5 separate regions of the Sus scrofa genome follow, and regions 1, 2, 3 and 4 are each linked to region 5. The links are chromatin contacts, called in public HiChIP or PLAC-seq maps. All regions are on one chromosome and are shown on one strand. Each heading gives the region's core, a stretch centred on a gene start, on an enhancer-like site or on the middle of the called end of the contact. The rest is flanking DNA. Distances are from core to core; before and after follow the strand shown. Region 1 overlaps ATG7 (autophagy related 7). Region 2 overlaps HRH1 (histamine H1 receptor). Region 3 overlaps HRH1 (histamine H1 receptor). Region 4 overlaps ATG7 (autophagy related 7). Region 5 overlaps VGLL4 (transcription cofactor vestigial-like protein 4).

Evidence for each region. HiChIP or PLAC-seq counts read pairs in DNA pulled down with a chosen protein or histone mark.
Region 1: a contact with region 5 is called in an H3K27ac HiChIP or PLAC-seq map of alveolar macrophages. The contact joins two enhancer-like sites. A contact is called at or near these places in 1 of 5 promoter capture datasets (liver), 18 of 47 Hi-C or Micro-C datasets (adipocytes, adipose tissue, alveolar macrophages and 12 more) and 2 of 2 datasets of contacts at active chromatin or transcription factors (alveolar macrophages and skeletal muscle).
Region 2: a contact with region 5 is called in an H3K27ac HiChIP or PLAC-seq map of alveolar macrophages. The contact joins two enhancer-like sites. A contact is called at or near these places in 2 of 47 Hi-C or Micro-C datasets (embryonic fibroblasts and subcutaneous adipose tissue) and 2 of 2 datasets of contacts at active chromatin or transcription factors (alveolar macrophages and skeletal muscle).
Region 3: a contact with region 5 is called in an H3K27ac HiChIP or PLAC-seq map of alveolar macrophages. The contact joins two enhancer-like sites. A contact is called at or near these places in 7 of 47 Hi-C or Micro-C datasets (alveolar macrophages, embryonic fibroblasts, fetal liver and 4 more) and 1 of 2 datasets of contacts at active chromatin or transcription factors (alveolar macrophages).
Region 4: a contact with region 5 is called in an H3K27ac HiChIP or PLAC-seq map of alveolar macrophages. The contact joins two enhancer-like sites. A contact is called at or near these places in 1 of 47 Hi-C or Micro-C datasets (embryonic fibroblasts) and 2 of 2 datasets of contacts at active chromatin or transcription factors (alveolar macrophages and skeletal muscle).

Annotation. Positions count from the first base shown.
Region 1 is chr13:67,502,561-67,505,260 of Sscrofa11.1, forward strand. The region is part of intron 17 of ATG7 (autophagy related 7); the gene reads left to right. Among named protein-coding and RNA genes, the nearest start is that of ATG7, 86 kb to the left of the region's middle. Within about 2 kb of position 1,396, at least 47 of the 83 cell types and tissues checked have an H3K27ac peak or open chromatin away from gene starts, as enhancers often do. A contact at or near this core is called in adipose tissue, alveolar macrophages, brain and 7 more, where this site is marked.
Region 2 is chr13:67,319,587-67,322,286 of Sscrofa11.1, forward strand. All of the region lies in intron 1 of HRH1 (histamine H1 receptor), which reads left to right. It also overlaps a transcript of ATG7 not described here. Among named protein-coding and RNA genes, the nearest start is that of ATG7, 97 kb to the right of the region's middle. Within about 2 kb of position 1,310, at least 17 of the 83 cell types and tissues checked have an H3K27ac peak or open chromatin away from gene starts, as enhancers often do. A contact at or near this core is called in alveolar macrophages, embryonic fibroblasts and subcutaneous adipose tissue, where this site is marked.
Region 3 is chr13:67,392,603-67,395,302 of Sscrofa11.1, forward strand. All of the region lies in intron 1 of HRH1 (histamine H1 receptor), which reads left to right. It also overlaps a transcript of ATG7 not described here. Among named protein-coding and RNA genes, the nearest start is that of ATG7, 24 kb to the right of the region's middle. Within about 2 kb of position 1,274, at least 8 of the 83 cell types and tissues checked have an H3K27ac peak or open chromatin away from gene starts, as enhancers often do. A contact at or near this core is called in alveolar macrophages and retroperitoneal adipose tissue, where this site is marked.
Region 4 is chr13:67,471,595-67,474,320 of Sscrofa11.1, forward strand. The region is part of intron 10 of ATG7 (autophagy related 7); the gene reads left to right. Among named protein-coding and RNA genes, the nearest start is that of ATG7, 55 kb to the left of the region's middle. Within about 2 kb of position 1,302, at least 10 of the 83 cell types and tissues checked have an H3K27ac peak or open chromatin away from gene starts, as enhancers often do. A contact at or near this core is called in alveolar macrophages, where this site is marked.
Region 5 is chr13:67,777,455-67,780,219 of Sscrofa11.1, forward strand. The region is part of intron 2 of VGLL4 (transcription cofactor vestigial-like protein 4); the gene reads right to left. Among named protein-coding and RNA genes, the nearest start is that of VGLL4, 94 kb to the right of the region's middle. Within about 2 kb of position 1,402, at least 70 of the 83 cell types and tissues checked have an H3K27ac peak or open chromatin away from gene starts, as enhancers often do. A contact at or near this core is called in adipose tissue, alveolar macrophages, brain and 8 more, where this site is marked.

The DNA.
Region 1 (2,700 bases), core at 146-2,645, 270 kb before region 5:
CTCCTTGGCAGTGGTTTCTCTGGGCTCTGTGTGTGTTTGAGTCTATAGCAGGGAGGCTGTCTTGGGAGGGAAGCAGTAAGAGTCCAATTCAGGGACACGTGAGGACAGACTCGCACAGGAGTGCAGAGCTGGGTGAGTCACAGATCACATTTGTCTCTCTCTGCCTCCCCTTGCCTGGCCTGTCATTTTCCACTTGAGGGTCTGACTCAGAAGAAGGGAGATTGCTTGTCCATGGTCACAGAGAGAGGTAGTGAATATGCCGACATCTACACCTAAACCTGGCCCTCTGACCAGTGCTCTCCTGAGGTTTTATGACTGGAAATAGTGCAGCCTGCATATCAGGAGAGCTGACTTTGAATTGCTACTCCTGAGCCGCCCATCATAGACTTGTGTTAGGTCACTGACCCTCCCTCAGCCTCAGTGTCCTATCAGTAAAAGCCGGTGCTTTGCCTTGCGTCCAGAATTGTCTTTGATGAGGCTTTTTGTAAACCAGGAAACACAAGACAAATGTGACTTTTCCAGTGTGTCATTTATTTGAAATGAATGTGTTAATCTCTTCTGCAGAGACATTTCAAGTAGGACCCAGCAGACACTGTCATAACCTCCATCACAGGAGCTGTCCTCCAGAGCCAACCTGTGCAGTTGATGTGCTCATTTGAATCCCTTGCCTCTTCCCCTTTTTGCATGTCTCTCATCTCCTTCCCTCCTTCTGCCCTTGAGATGTGCCCTCCTCTCCTTTACAGATTTCATACAGAGAAGGGCCTTAATTAAATTTTCAGTCATGCCCCTGCACTGGTTTCCTTCTTTAAGTCTTTTATGTTAAATTACTGCAGTTGTAGTTTTCTCAGTGCTGAGGCCAGAGAGCAAATCAGTCCCTTTATAGAAGGGGTTCAGTGTCAAAATGCATGTGCCCATGTTTTTAAAGTACTATGGCAACTAATCCCTGTCATGTTATTTACCCCCATTGAGCCTTGCAACTGTTTGTCATTCACCCGCTCTTCTGGTTCTTTCTCCTCGTTGTTAAGTGTCTGAAGGATTATTTTGGTTGTTGGCCATCTCTTCATTTGGCCTTTTCAAAGGCTGAAGAATAATGCAGCCATATATGGAAAAAGCCCAGTGTGTGTGTGATTACTTGCTTACATTATTTCAAGTTTCAAGCCTTTATTTTTAGCTACTTTCTAAAAACGACAGCAGAGAAAGAACTTTAAAATTAATCAGGGTTGTGTGGTACCTTTTTATAGGCTTTACATTTCTTTTATTTCTCTCTTTTCTGAAATGGAGTGAGTCCATTTATGCGACTGTGTTTTGATTAGCAGGATGTCGTTTCCACAAAAACACTGGGCTGTGTTGCAATGCAGACTCAGCACCTCCCCCCCTCCTCTTCCTGGCTCTCCTGACAAATGACTTCCTGCTGCAGTGGAACTTGGTAAACCCCTTTGTGTGCTTTGTATCCAGAGAGGGGCCTGTGACGCTCCCTGGGCTTTTTTTTTTTTTTTTCCTCACCTGCCCGAAGGACAGTGCTTATTACTTGGCCCCTGTAGAATGAGCCGTGGTAGAATAGTGCTTGTCCTTGGCCGGGGAGTCACATGCCACCCCCACCAGCAACTCCTTTTGTAATGTGGGAAGAGGACCTCAGCCTGTGCTCTCCTCTGCATCAGGCCTGAGGCCTGAGGATGACTTAGTTGCTCTTCTTCCTTTGGGGCCATAGGCAGAATTTGGCCCATCCAGAGATTGGCACATGCAGAAACAGGCTTGATGAGGCCCTGAAATTCAGTGATACTCAGCCTGAAAAGAAAATCTGTTACCGAATTTGAAAACTGTGGGAAAAAACCATTTGAAGGTGAGAAAATAGGCCTCTAGGTTTGTTCTTTTTATAAAAGTCTCTGGCCCAGTGTACGTGAATGGGATTCTGCAAGTGGGCAGTGATGTGTATAAGCCACTTTCTCTCTATAAAGGGAATATCTTTTTTTTTTTTGTCTTTTTGCCATTTTCTTGGGCCGCTCTTGCGGCATATGGAGGTTCCCAGGCTAGGGGTCAATCGGAGCTGTAGCCACCAGCCTACGCCAGAGCCACAGCAATGCTGGATCCTAGCCGAGCCTCATCTGCAACCTACACCACAGCTCACGGCAACGCCGGATCGTTAACCCACTGAGCAAGGGCAGGGATCGAACCCACAACCTCATGGTTCCTAGTCGGATTCGTTAACCACTGCGCCACGACGGGAACTTCGGGAATATCTTTAATTTGCCATTTTTATCTGTATATAAAACACAGAAAATCACACTTAAATCATTAAGTATATATCTTGGATTATCACAAAATGAACACCATTCACCTGCCTGGCACACAGATCAAAATGAAATGTTATTGAGCCTCCCCGCTGCCCCCCTCATGGTTCCACTTATCATCACCTCCTTCCCACACAGAGGCAAGCTTCTCCTCACTCTGAACACCTTGAGAGAAAAGTAGAGAATACTTTTTCATTGTAAATCTTAGCATGCTATTTTTTTCTCTGCTGCTAACAAGTGGGATCTTTTATTGACAGTCAGACAGACAGAAAGAAGAAAGAAAAGGAAGAAAGTAAGTGGTCTTTTCCTGGTTCCTGGGATGGTGCTGAGTTCTGTGAGGCCAGCCAGACCCCTTTTCTGGCTTTTTGTAGAGGCCACTCCTGGCATCTCCAGGAGGTTGGTGTGCAGGCTG
Region 2 (2,700 bases), core at 60-2,559, 460 kb before region 5:
GACATAGTTCTCAATGCTATTCAGCAGGATCTCCTTGTAAATCTATTCTAAGTTGTGTCTGATAAGCCCAAGCTCCCGATCCCTCCCACTCCCTCCCCCTAAAATCAGTGTGGGCTGTCCTGTCGCATCTTCATTGCTGGATTCTGTCTCCCGATGTTTTTGTTGCGGGCTTTAGGATCATGAGTTCATGAGTGAGATGCACTGGTGATTTTTCCATTCTGGTGTTTACTTATCAGACTTTGGTGTCAAGGTTACGCTGGCCTCACAAAACAAGGTGGACCTTGTTCCCACTTGTTCAGTTCTCTAGAAGAGATTGTGTAAGCTGGGTGTTGTTTTGGTCAAGTGTTTGAGAACTCATGAGTGGGCCCCCAGTGGGTGGGAGCCCAGCGCAGGGTGGGGAGGATAGCTGGTTTCAGCTCACTCCAAGGAGGAACTTTCCAACAAAAAGCAGCTCAGGCGGCCTTGGGAGGAAGTTGGCAGAAGCTGTGCACCCAGCTGTCCTGACCATGGCGGAAGAACCAGCCTTGGTCTCCAAGGAGGGTTCTCCAAACCTGTGATCCTAGATGAAGGGAGTTCCATGCAGGGGGAAAGTCTGGTGTCCATCTCCTCCTGCTTCTAAAATTGCTTCGTCTGCAGACAGTGTCCTGGCAGTGAATTTCTGTTCCCCAGTGCCTGCAGTGGAGGGACCTGACTCCATGCATGCCTCCCCTTTCCATCTCTGTGACAGCAGTTTGCCTGGAATCTTTAGGACCTGGGGCCACACCCTCCAGCCAGTTCCCTGTGACCCCAGGGTAGCTAGATTTTGACAAGCTTCTTAGCCGAATAGTCCCTCAGTCCTCTTTTCTAAGGTGCCAGGCCCTGGGCTAACTTGGATCATCTCTCTTAACCCCATAACAAAGCCACAAAGTAGCTGCTGTTACCCCCATTACTCAGACTAGGAAAACAAGGTTTCTGGCTGTGAATGGTTGTAATGGTTTCACAGTAAATTATCACCCTCTAACCTCTGTGGGCTTAGGTGTACAATGAAGGTCTCACTCAGTTTTCTTCTCACATATTTCCCTCAATGTCCCTGACCTGTTTCTTTCCCTCATCTCTGTCCCCTGCATCATCAGATCCACAATTGCTCTACGTCTTCAGAGGCAGAGCTCACAACTCCAGGGGGCACCATTCAGGTGGTTTTCTACTGCAGGCCTCAGGCTTTGCAACCTGGACACCCCATCCTCGGCAGCGGGTCTCCTTCCAGCTGTCTGTTGGGGTGTTGAACTTTCTGCCTATTCCAGTGGCTGAGCATCAGAGTCACAGCAGGTCACATGGCAGAGCATGAGGGGAGGAGAGCAATGGGCGTCTGTATGGCGAGGCTCAGTGATTCTCAGAGCATAAATCATAATAGTTCGTAAACTGCTTCCCCCTTCTTTTTCTCGCTTTTTTTTTTTTTCTTTCTTTCAAAGTTTCTAGGCAGTTTTCGCTGGGTTTATTCTTTCAGGAGAACTTGATTTATTTACTAGCTGGCTTTTTTTTTTTTTTTCTGTCCCTGGAGAGAATCATCACTCCATAAATCCATCCTCCCGGCCCTCTCCCCCAGCTCCCTTGCCAGCCTGCCATTCCAGCCAGAGGTTCTGCGCACATGAGTGTTGATGCTGGGCTTTAATGGAAGCCTGTTTTCTTTCCTTTTTCCTTGACATTTAACTGCTTGCATGGTGGGTGCACCCTGATGGGCCTAACATGAACCCCTGAGTGAGCTCAGAGTCAGCCTCCCTGGAGCATGATGGGCTAACTGCGAAGCATCTCCCAAGGTCTCCCCAAAGTAGATTTAGGGGAAACCCTGAATTCTGCATTTAAATCAGACCATCTCCTGAAGACAAGTTCATGTGAGGTAAAAAGAGACATAGACAAAATGGACTTATATTTATAAACTCCATTGTATAAAGAATGCATGTAATTCAGTTTCTGGTTAAAAGCAAAGGTTCCAGCCATGTCGACTCAGATCCTGGCTCCACAGCTTTCCAAAATATGTCCCAGGCAGGCCGTCCAATCTGTCTTTGCCTTGATTCCCTCAGTGAGAAGGCAGGGTGAGTGAGTGTGTTAACTTACAGGATTGTTATGAGAATAAAATGAGTCGTGAGGTTGGAAAGAATTAATATTTGAAAAGCATTTATAGGAGAACCTGGCACCTTAGGAGTGTTCATTAAAGAAACCAATGAATAAATAACTCTTTTATATGGATTTCTTCCCCCCCAAGAAATTGGGAGTTATTTTTGTCATGTTTCAAAATAAATCCCCCTGGATTTTAAAAATTGGAAGCTATATTAACCCTGCACATTAATTTCTGACTCACCCCATGTGATGAGTGCTTTTTGTGAGATGATATTTTCTTGAATTAGTGTGGAGGCTCCTTGAGGGCGTGCTGCATGCTACTTTGTGGAAGATCTCCAAAGTGAAGATAATTTTTAAAAGTGCAAGACCCTAGAGGCAGGTGGGTTTGGTGGCAATAGTTGGGGTTTCAGAGTTTTGACCTGGATGCACATCCTAATGCCCTAAATAGTTATCTCTTTGGCTTGGGAGGAAGCATGTTAACCTCCCTGGCCTCAGTTTCCACCTCTGTAAAAAGGGAATCGTAATTTTTTTTTGTCTTTTTAGGGCTGCTCCCATGGCATATGGAGGTTCCCAGGCTAGGGATCTAATCGGAGCTGCAATTGCCAG
Region 3 (2,700 bases), core at 24-2,523, 380 kb before region 5:
GTACCTGTACCCCATCTTCCTTGAAGCAGATGTCTTAGTATGTTTTAGAAGCTCTCCAGGCAGCCAAGGTTGTGAGCCACCAATATAGGCTGTAAGCTCCATTTGGACAGGGATTGTTTATCCTTTTCCTGTTATAACATCTGTACCTGATACCTCAATAAAGACTTTATGGTTGGGTGGATGGATTGATGGAAGGAAGGGAGAATGGGTGGGTAGATAGACGATGAATGAATGAATGAATGAATGAATGAATATCAGAATGGAACCAGCAGCCAGACTGATTCACACACCTGTGTCCCACTGCACACATATCCCTGACCAATCTGGGTCCAGAATTATTGCTGAAATAGCAGCTGCCTCTGTACACCAATGCCAAATAGAAAGATGAAGAAATAGTTGAAGGGGAGTTCCCATTGTGGCGAGTGGTTAACGAATCCGACTAGGAACCATGAGGTTGCGTGTTCGATCCCTGCCCTTGCTCAGTGGGTTAACGATCCGGCATTGCCGTGAGCTGTGGTGTAGTTTGCAGACGCGGCTCGGATCCCGCGTTGCTGTGGCTCTGGTGTAGACTGGCGGCTACAGCTCCCATTCGACCCCTAGCCTGGGAACCTCCATATGCCGCGGGAGCTGCCCAAGAAATAGCAAAAAGCCAAAAAAAAAAAAAAAAAAAAAGAAAGAAAGAAAGAAAAAAAAAGAAATAGTTGAAGGAAATAGAAAAAGTAGCTCTAATTCCCAGGCAGAGAGGGGAGCTCAGCAGGCCAGTGCCTCAAAGACTGTGCGCGCCCCGCCCCCCCCCCACCTTGGAGGGGGTAGTGAGGAGTCTTATAGTGTTTGAGGAGCAGGGGGTGATCAGCTCATGGATGTTTTCCTGATTGGTGGGTGCTGAGGTGGTTGGGAATCAGCATCATCAACTTTCTCATTCCAGCCGGTCTGGGGTCTGCGTGCTTATGGGAAGCACACAGTTGACTTCTCCACCTGGTGGAGGCTTCAGCACCTCCAAAACAGCTCCGAGGACATGGCGCAGCATATTACCTATAGTCCTTAAAGAACTTACTAAAGGTCCTGGACTTTGTTGAATGGCTAAACTACTATTATTCTGTCTTGCTTGACTGTTTTCCTTTTTCTATTTTCTCACTTCTCTGATTAAATTGATTCTTTGACTAAACTTGTTCTACAGACAAAAAGGCAGGAGGAGGACATGAGTTAGGGGTCCTCACAGGGTCCTGCTCTGTTAGAGAACCAAGGGGAGGCTTAACCAGCAGGTGGCGCTAAAGAGCCCCACATGTGGGGCTGGGGTGGCCACTGCAGTCAGGCTCCCAGTCACTTGACTGAAGGAGACAGAGACATTAAAGAAAGTCCTGTTCACCTAAGAGCTCTGTCTTATAAACACTGTGTATGCCTCTCCTTTCTCTCCTGCCAGTTCTTTTATTTACTTCAATATCGTAATTTCTTTTTTTCTTAAGAAGAGGACAGCCTGGATAACTTTGGTCTTTGAGAGTGCCTTTCTCTCAGCTTAATCTCCAGGGATTTGGAACAGCAAGAAAGCATTATTCATCATGTCCTGAAATGATATGTGTATGTGTGCTGGGACTGGTGCTGCGTTTGCCACATCCTTGACTAAAGTTAGCACGGATGTTCATATTTCCAATTACATGAAATCTTTATTTAAAGTGTTTATTCACTTCCCTCTCTCACCATAATGAAAAAGAGGATGAGGTGGGGCGGGGGTGGCATGCAGCTCATTCAAACGTCTTAGAAGGTGGGTGTCACTTGGGCCTTTAAATGACGTCACTTGCCAACCCTTGGAGCTTAGTGCAAGGCAACCACTAAACTCCAGAAGTCTCTTTCCACATCTTTAAATCAGGGCAAGAACGATTCCTTCACTGTGAGGTCATCAGCACTGTAAGGATTAATGAGGAAAACCTCCCAGTCCAGTGCAGGTAGGTAGAAACATTACTTTTCTTTTTTCTTCATGGCTTTTCTTGCTTGAGGGTAAGAGGTAATGGAGCTGGGCTTTTTATGCTTCTTTTCTTTGCCATTAAGGATGATTATTCTTTAGCTTCCCTTTCCTGTGTTGCCTGTTTTTAGAAACCTCAGCCTGTCCCACCTGGGGTGGGGAAGGAAAGGGGCAGGCAAACGAACAAGTCCAGCCTCCCAAACTCTTAAAGTCAAATTATAAGATGAAAGAAAACCAGAGAGGTACGGGGCGGGGGGAAGGTTTCCATACTTCCAGTTCTGCTGATTAACTAAGAAATTATGTGTTAACATATTGCTGTGCTAACCTTTAAAAGAAACTATGTGATGCATTTTATCCAAAACCTAGTACCAGCCAGTAGTTTGCTTTCATTTAAATGGCACTAAAGGAGTTCCTGTCATGGCGCAGTGGAAACGAATCCAACTGGGAACTATGAGGTTGCGGGTTTGATCCCTGGCCTTGCTCGGTGGGTTAAGGATCCGGCGCTGCCATGAGCTATGGTGTAGGTCACAGACGTGGCTTGGATCCTGCATTGCTGTGGCTCTGGCATAGGCCCGCGGCTACAGCTCCGATTCGACCCCTAGACTGTGAACCTCCATGTGCTCGGGAAGCGGCCCTAGAAAAGAAAAAAAAAAAAGACAAAATAATAATAATAATAATAATAATAATAATAATAATAAATGACACTAGAGTCTTGTAATTGCTCACATATTTCTCCTTGCTCT
Region 4 (2,726 bases), core at 52-2,551, 310 kb before region 5:
TTTTGTTTTTGCTTAACATGCAAATCTTTATTCCTTACCCTTCTTATAGGAAGAATAAAGTATTAATGCACCTACATATTTATTTGTTACACAAAATTGTATGTGATCCTATTCTCTGTGTAGGAAACCAGTCAGCAAAAGTGCCCTTTCTCCTTCCATGTTTAATATTCTCCATTTGATCTTGTGCTGTAGGTAGACGTCAGCTCTCATTCCCCTTTCATAATTTAAGAAATGTGGGCTCCCAGATACTTTATATGTATAGGTGTGTGAGTGTATAGATACATACACCTGCATTTATGTATATTTATGGACATGTCACAAAGACGTAATAACATATTCAAATTTGAGTAAAATAAAGATAATAATACCCACCTCATGGAGTGCCCCAGATGAGGAATCTGAGTCCTGTGTAAAAGACAGGTGTAGTGGTGTCATCTTATACTTGCTTATTAAATGCTAACTTACGTTAATTTCCTATTGTACCCAAAGCTCAGAACTCTTTCCAAATGATCCCTCAGATTTCTATGACATACATGTTTTCCAAATTACTTTTATATACTATCGTTGTTTAATTTGCTCCTTACAACATCTTTATTGTCCCAAGGCACATTGCTTTCTTTAATGCATGGGTCATGTGCCTTAAAGTATGTATTTATTTGTTTTAGGGGGATGGGAGTGGGGAGTTTAAAATCTCTCTCTCTTTTTTTTTTTTTGCTTCTTAGGGCTGCACCTGTGGCATATGGAAGTTCTCAGGCTAGGGATCGAATCAGAGCTCTAACTGCCAGCCTATGCCAGAGCCACAACAACCCCAGTGCCAAGATACATCTGCCACCTACACCACAGATCATGGCAACGCCGGATCCTCAACCCACTGAATGAGGTCAGGGATCGAACTCGCGTCCTAATGGATACTAGTCAAGTTTGTTACCACTGAGCCACAACAGGAACTCCTAAAATCTCTTTCGAGATGTCATTTTCAGAGACCAGAGTCCAAAGGATTCAGGATTGGCTCTGAGGACACTTTATCAGTGATTCTCTGTCAGCACTGAAGAATGTCTTCAACAGACTTCTTAGAAAGATCTAGAGAACACCCTGCTTGGTCAGGCAAGAGGAAGCTGTTTACTTGGTAGTTTAGAGCCTTAGATGTTTGGCCTCTCTGCCTTGTTTAGGAATTTGCATTTGGTTTAGCACCCTCTTCTGGCACATTCTAAAATAGCTTCCAAGTTAGTGAAGTTAACTTAGGTGCCACACCTTTGTTTTATTAAGATAAACTAGAGGGCAGCTCCAGGGGAGTGAGGTGAGCATGAACTGACCAGTCATGGGTGCCTGGCCTGCACTGGGCAGGCCACCAGCCACCTCACACGTTGCTCACTTACTCCTGCCAACCACTGTTTGGGGAAGGCACTTTTCTTTACATTTTTAAGATAAAGTCACTGAATTACTCCCAGCTCCCAATGATACATACCACTGGTGCTGGGCAAACCTGGCAAGCCCAGGACACCCTGCATTTCCATGTGAAAAAGGAGTTTTAGTGCAGCAGTGCCGGCAGTACAGCTTTACACTTGATACTGAGTGTGGATTATTTAAGCAAGGCGAATGTTCCTGTTTTTTACATGTAAATTAATGTTTTCCTTCTGAGCCATAAATTAAATGTTATAATAAATAAAACTTTATAGTTATTATATATTGAAATGTAAACTGAAGGTATTAGTATGGTAGTATCTTTCAGTATTTCTAAACATCCCATAGTGGCAATTACAATATTATAAGAAATTTGAATATCCTGTATCTTCCTTGGTGTAGCCAAGCTCCTCTCCTTTGCTCATCCCAGGATTCAGGCAGCTGGCTGAAGGAGGCTGCAAACGCTGTGGAGAGAGGGAGCTCTCCTCCTTTTAATTCCTGTCCTTAATGTGCTTCTCCTGTTTGTCCAACTATGGGAAAACAGGACCTAATTTTCCCCTAAATTTTTTCTCATTAATTTGGGGTATGTCCTATTGGATGTAGATTTTATGGAAGCAGATGTGATAGATTAAATATTATGGTCACATGTAGTATTTTTAAAAAGTTATGAATAAGTTTAAAGTACACCTAATTTTCTTAAAATATCAATGGCATCTTGAGTACAGAGATGTTTTAATTTGAAATGACATTTTATTTTTGTCTTATGATTTCTTATCTGTAACGGGAGAAAGCTTAGGCTAGAGTTATTAATTATAGTCTCCAAGACTGTGGTTCTGAAGTTCTTGTCAAAGTTCTGTGCTACGTGTTAGTGAACCTTTTTTTTTTTTTTTTTTTTTTAAATGGCTATACCCATGGCATATGGAAGTTCCCAGGCCAGGGACTGAATCTGAGCCTCAGCTGTGAACTATGCCACAGCTGTGGCAACACCAGATCATTCAATCTACTGCGCCAGGCCGGGGATCGAACCTGCACTTTCGCAGTGACACAAGCCATTGCAGTCAGGTTCTTAACCTACTGTATCACAGTGTGAACTCCTAGAGAACCCATTTTTAAATTTAATGTAAGAATAGTGAAGAAATCATGGAGTTCCCTTGTGGTCCAGTGGATTAAGGATCTGAGGTTGTCACTGCTATGGCTCTGGTCACTGATGTTGTTGTGCAAGTTCCTGGCCTGGGAACTTCCACATGCTGTGAGCCAAAAAAAAAAAAAAAAAAAAAAAAAAGTAAGGAAGTCATACAAATTATAAGTAGTAACAGTTCTGAATT
Region 5 (2,765 bases), core at 152-2,651:
TCTCCTTGCTACTAACAGACAGCCTGAAATACTACAGGACAGTGGGGAAATACCTCACGGTTAGCAGGAGGTAATAAACAGTAAGAATTCAGGGCTCTTTTTTTTTTTTTTTCTTTTCTTCCCTTTTTTTTTTGGATTTAGCTTTCTGGTTGGTGCGTTGTGCAATCACTTCCACAAGGGACCAGAGTGTGGAGGAACTGTGGAGGAACATCGTTCAATGTCAGAACTCTCCCAGAGCTGAACAGGAAATGGTAAATCAGACAAAGAGCCAGTCTGTGCTCTGTGACATGGGTGCCCTCCCAGTCCCCCAAACTGAATAGAAAAATTCTTCATTGTTTGGGACAATCGCTCCCGAAAACAAAAACTCACTGTAACTTTCTGTTCCCCTCTACAGGAAAATGCAAAGTGCTTGCTGGCTGTTGGAATACAACAGGAATACTGTATGTAGATGGTGTGTGTTTAAAATGAGTATCAAAAAGAGAGAGAGAGAACCGGACATGTTTCACTTTTTACTTGGGTCCTAGAAGTTCTTCCTCTAAAAAAACACCAACGGAAATAAAAAAAAGAAATACACTGTAAAAACGCTAAAAGAGTGAAAAGTTAGTATGTAGCAAGCATAAAGCAAACTTTTAACAATGTATATTTCAACACCTCCCCGCCCCGCCCCCGCCCTCTCCACTGTAACCCCTGAAGCCTCTGATCAAAACAACAAACTTTGTCCTGAAACAGCACCTAAGAACCGCTCTCCTTTCAAGGCATGCTAAGGTCCCAAGAAAGAGAACAAAATGCACAGAAGTCCATCAGGACCGGAAAGGAGGAGTGGCCTTGACCAAAGCAACAGGGTAGCAATTTCTAGAAGGGAACGTCTACCTTCATAGCACAGAATGCCGATATTGTTGTTCATCTTGTCCAAGTACTGGTAGTTCAACAGGTCCATCTTCATAAATAGCATTTATTGGGCTAGCGCAGAAAACCAGCTCTTTGCTTTCGCCCTGAAAGAGTACGTTTCAAAAAGCAATTATTGCTGAGTAGCTCCTGGCTCTTCTCTTGAAACTTCACAAAGACGGAGGCCCAGCCTCAGCTGATCAAAACAAAGTAAGCTAAAAAAAAAAAAAAAAAAAGAAAGAAAGAAAGAAAAAAGAACGCACTCGCAAAAAATTGAACTGCAGAAAACCCTTCAAGGGTTTATTTGTAGACGGTACACGTCCTGGATCCTCAATCAAGCATTTAAAAATCGTTTCAGAAGTCCTGATGAAGCTTTCTTCGACGTAAGGAAGGAGCAAGGAAGAAAACCACGAAGCACATTTCCTAGGACAAAGCGGCGCCCGCGTCCCTCACAGCCCGCTGCAAGTCCGCGGCGCCCACACGCCACTATGCCTGGTATGACTCGTATGCAAATGAGCTTCCTCTTCCCAGCGGGAGGGAGCACAGAGCATGCTCACTGCATCCCCGGGGCTCCTCAAATGTCAGGGATATTTTCTGCACAAGATCAGGCTCTAAATGTATTAAGTGTTTGAAAGAAAAAGAGGAGGTGGAGAGTCCGCACAGAGAGAGAGGCTGGGGCAGGGCTGCTCTGGACAGGAAGCAGCCCTGCCACTGAGAGACCGTAGGAGGAAAAGAAAACCCAGGAAGTTGCTTTTTCAGGACCTGAGTAAAAAGTCAAAAATCCTTCATGGAAGCAAACTTCCATGGAATTTAACTCTGGTGTAGCTTCACTTTGGGGCTTCAGAAACTCTTAACTGTTTTGCTGTGGGACACATACCACACATTTTATTCTTTTTTTTTTTTTTCTTTCTTTCTCTTTGAAAAGTTATTTTACAATGTCCATTTACACTTTCACTGTATATTTAAAATGCTGATGCCATGTTATATATACCTTCCCTCACAACCCTCATAAACAACTCACATAAACTGGGCAGGGATGGTATCACTTTTTACAGCAGCAGAAACTGAGGCTCACAGGGATTAAATAATGGTCTGTGGCTCCCAAAATAGTTGCCAGAACTACATTTAGAGTGTCTTATTCACTAATATTATAACCTTCTAAAAAATGAGGGGAAGAGAAAGAGAGAAGCTTAAACAAGTAAGAATATGTATCCAAGACAGAAAGCCTACTGGAAATGATGGGGGGGGGGGTGGGGATAAAATTATTTTCACTTTGCATATAGGAAAGCTGTTCTGTCTGTGTATTGGAGGCCAATAGAGTAGCATAGCACCATGTCACTCCTGACAGGAAGGGCTGGGAGCTTAAACTTCATATAACCAGTATCCAGTGCAAGCGGTGCTTAGCGAACAAGTAAATCGCTGAATGTTCAGAGCCTTCAGCACAGGAAAAACTTGCTAACAAAGTAAGGGGGAAAATAGTTTTATCTTTGGAGATGGTAGTTAGCTTTTGGCATTGTAAATAGACTAATCACCATAGGAAATGTTTCTATACTGATACTGTTGTATGCTATCAGGAAATTCAGAAAATATCAAGGGGTGTGCTATACTATAAACCAAAAACTTACAAATTTTTTTTTCCCTTTTTTCAGCCACCTCCCGGGGGCATATGGAAGTTCCTGGGCTAGGGACTAAATCTGAGTGGGAGCTGTGACCTACACCACAGTTGCAGCAATGCCTAACCCACTGGGCAGACTAGGGATCAAATCAGGGCCTCCACAGAGACAAGCTGGATCATTAACACACTGTGCCACAGCAGGAACTCCAAAACCGGCAATTTTAATACTCTAAAGAACCGAGTAAATAATGTCAAGGGTTTATAT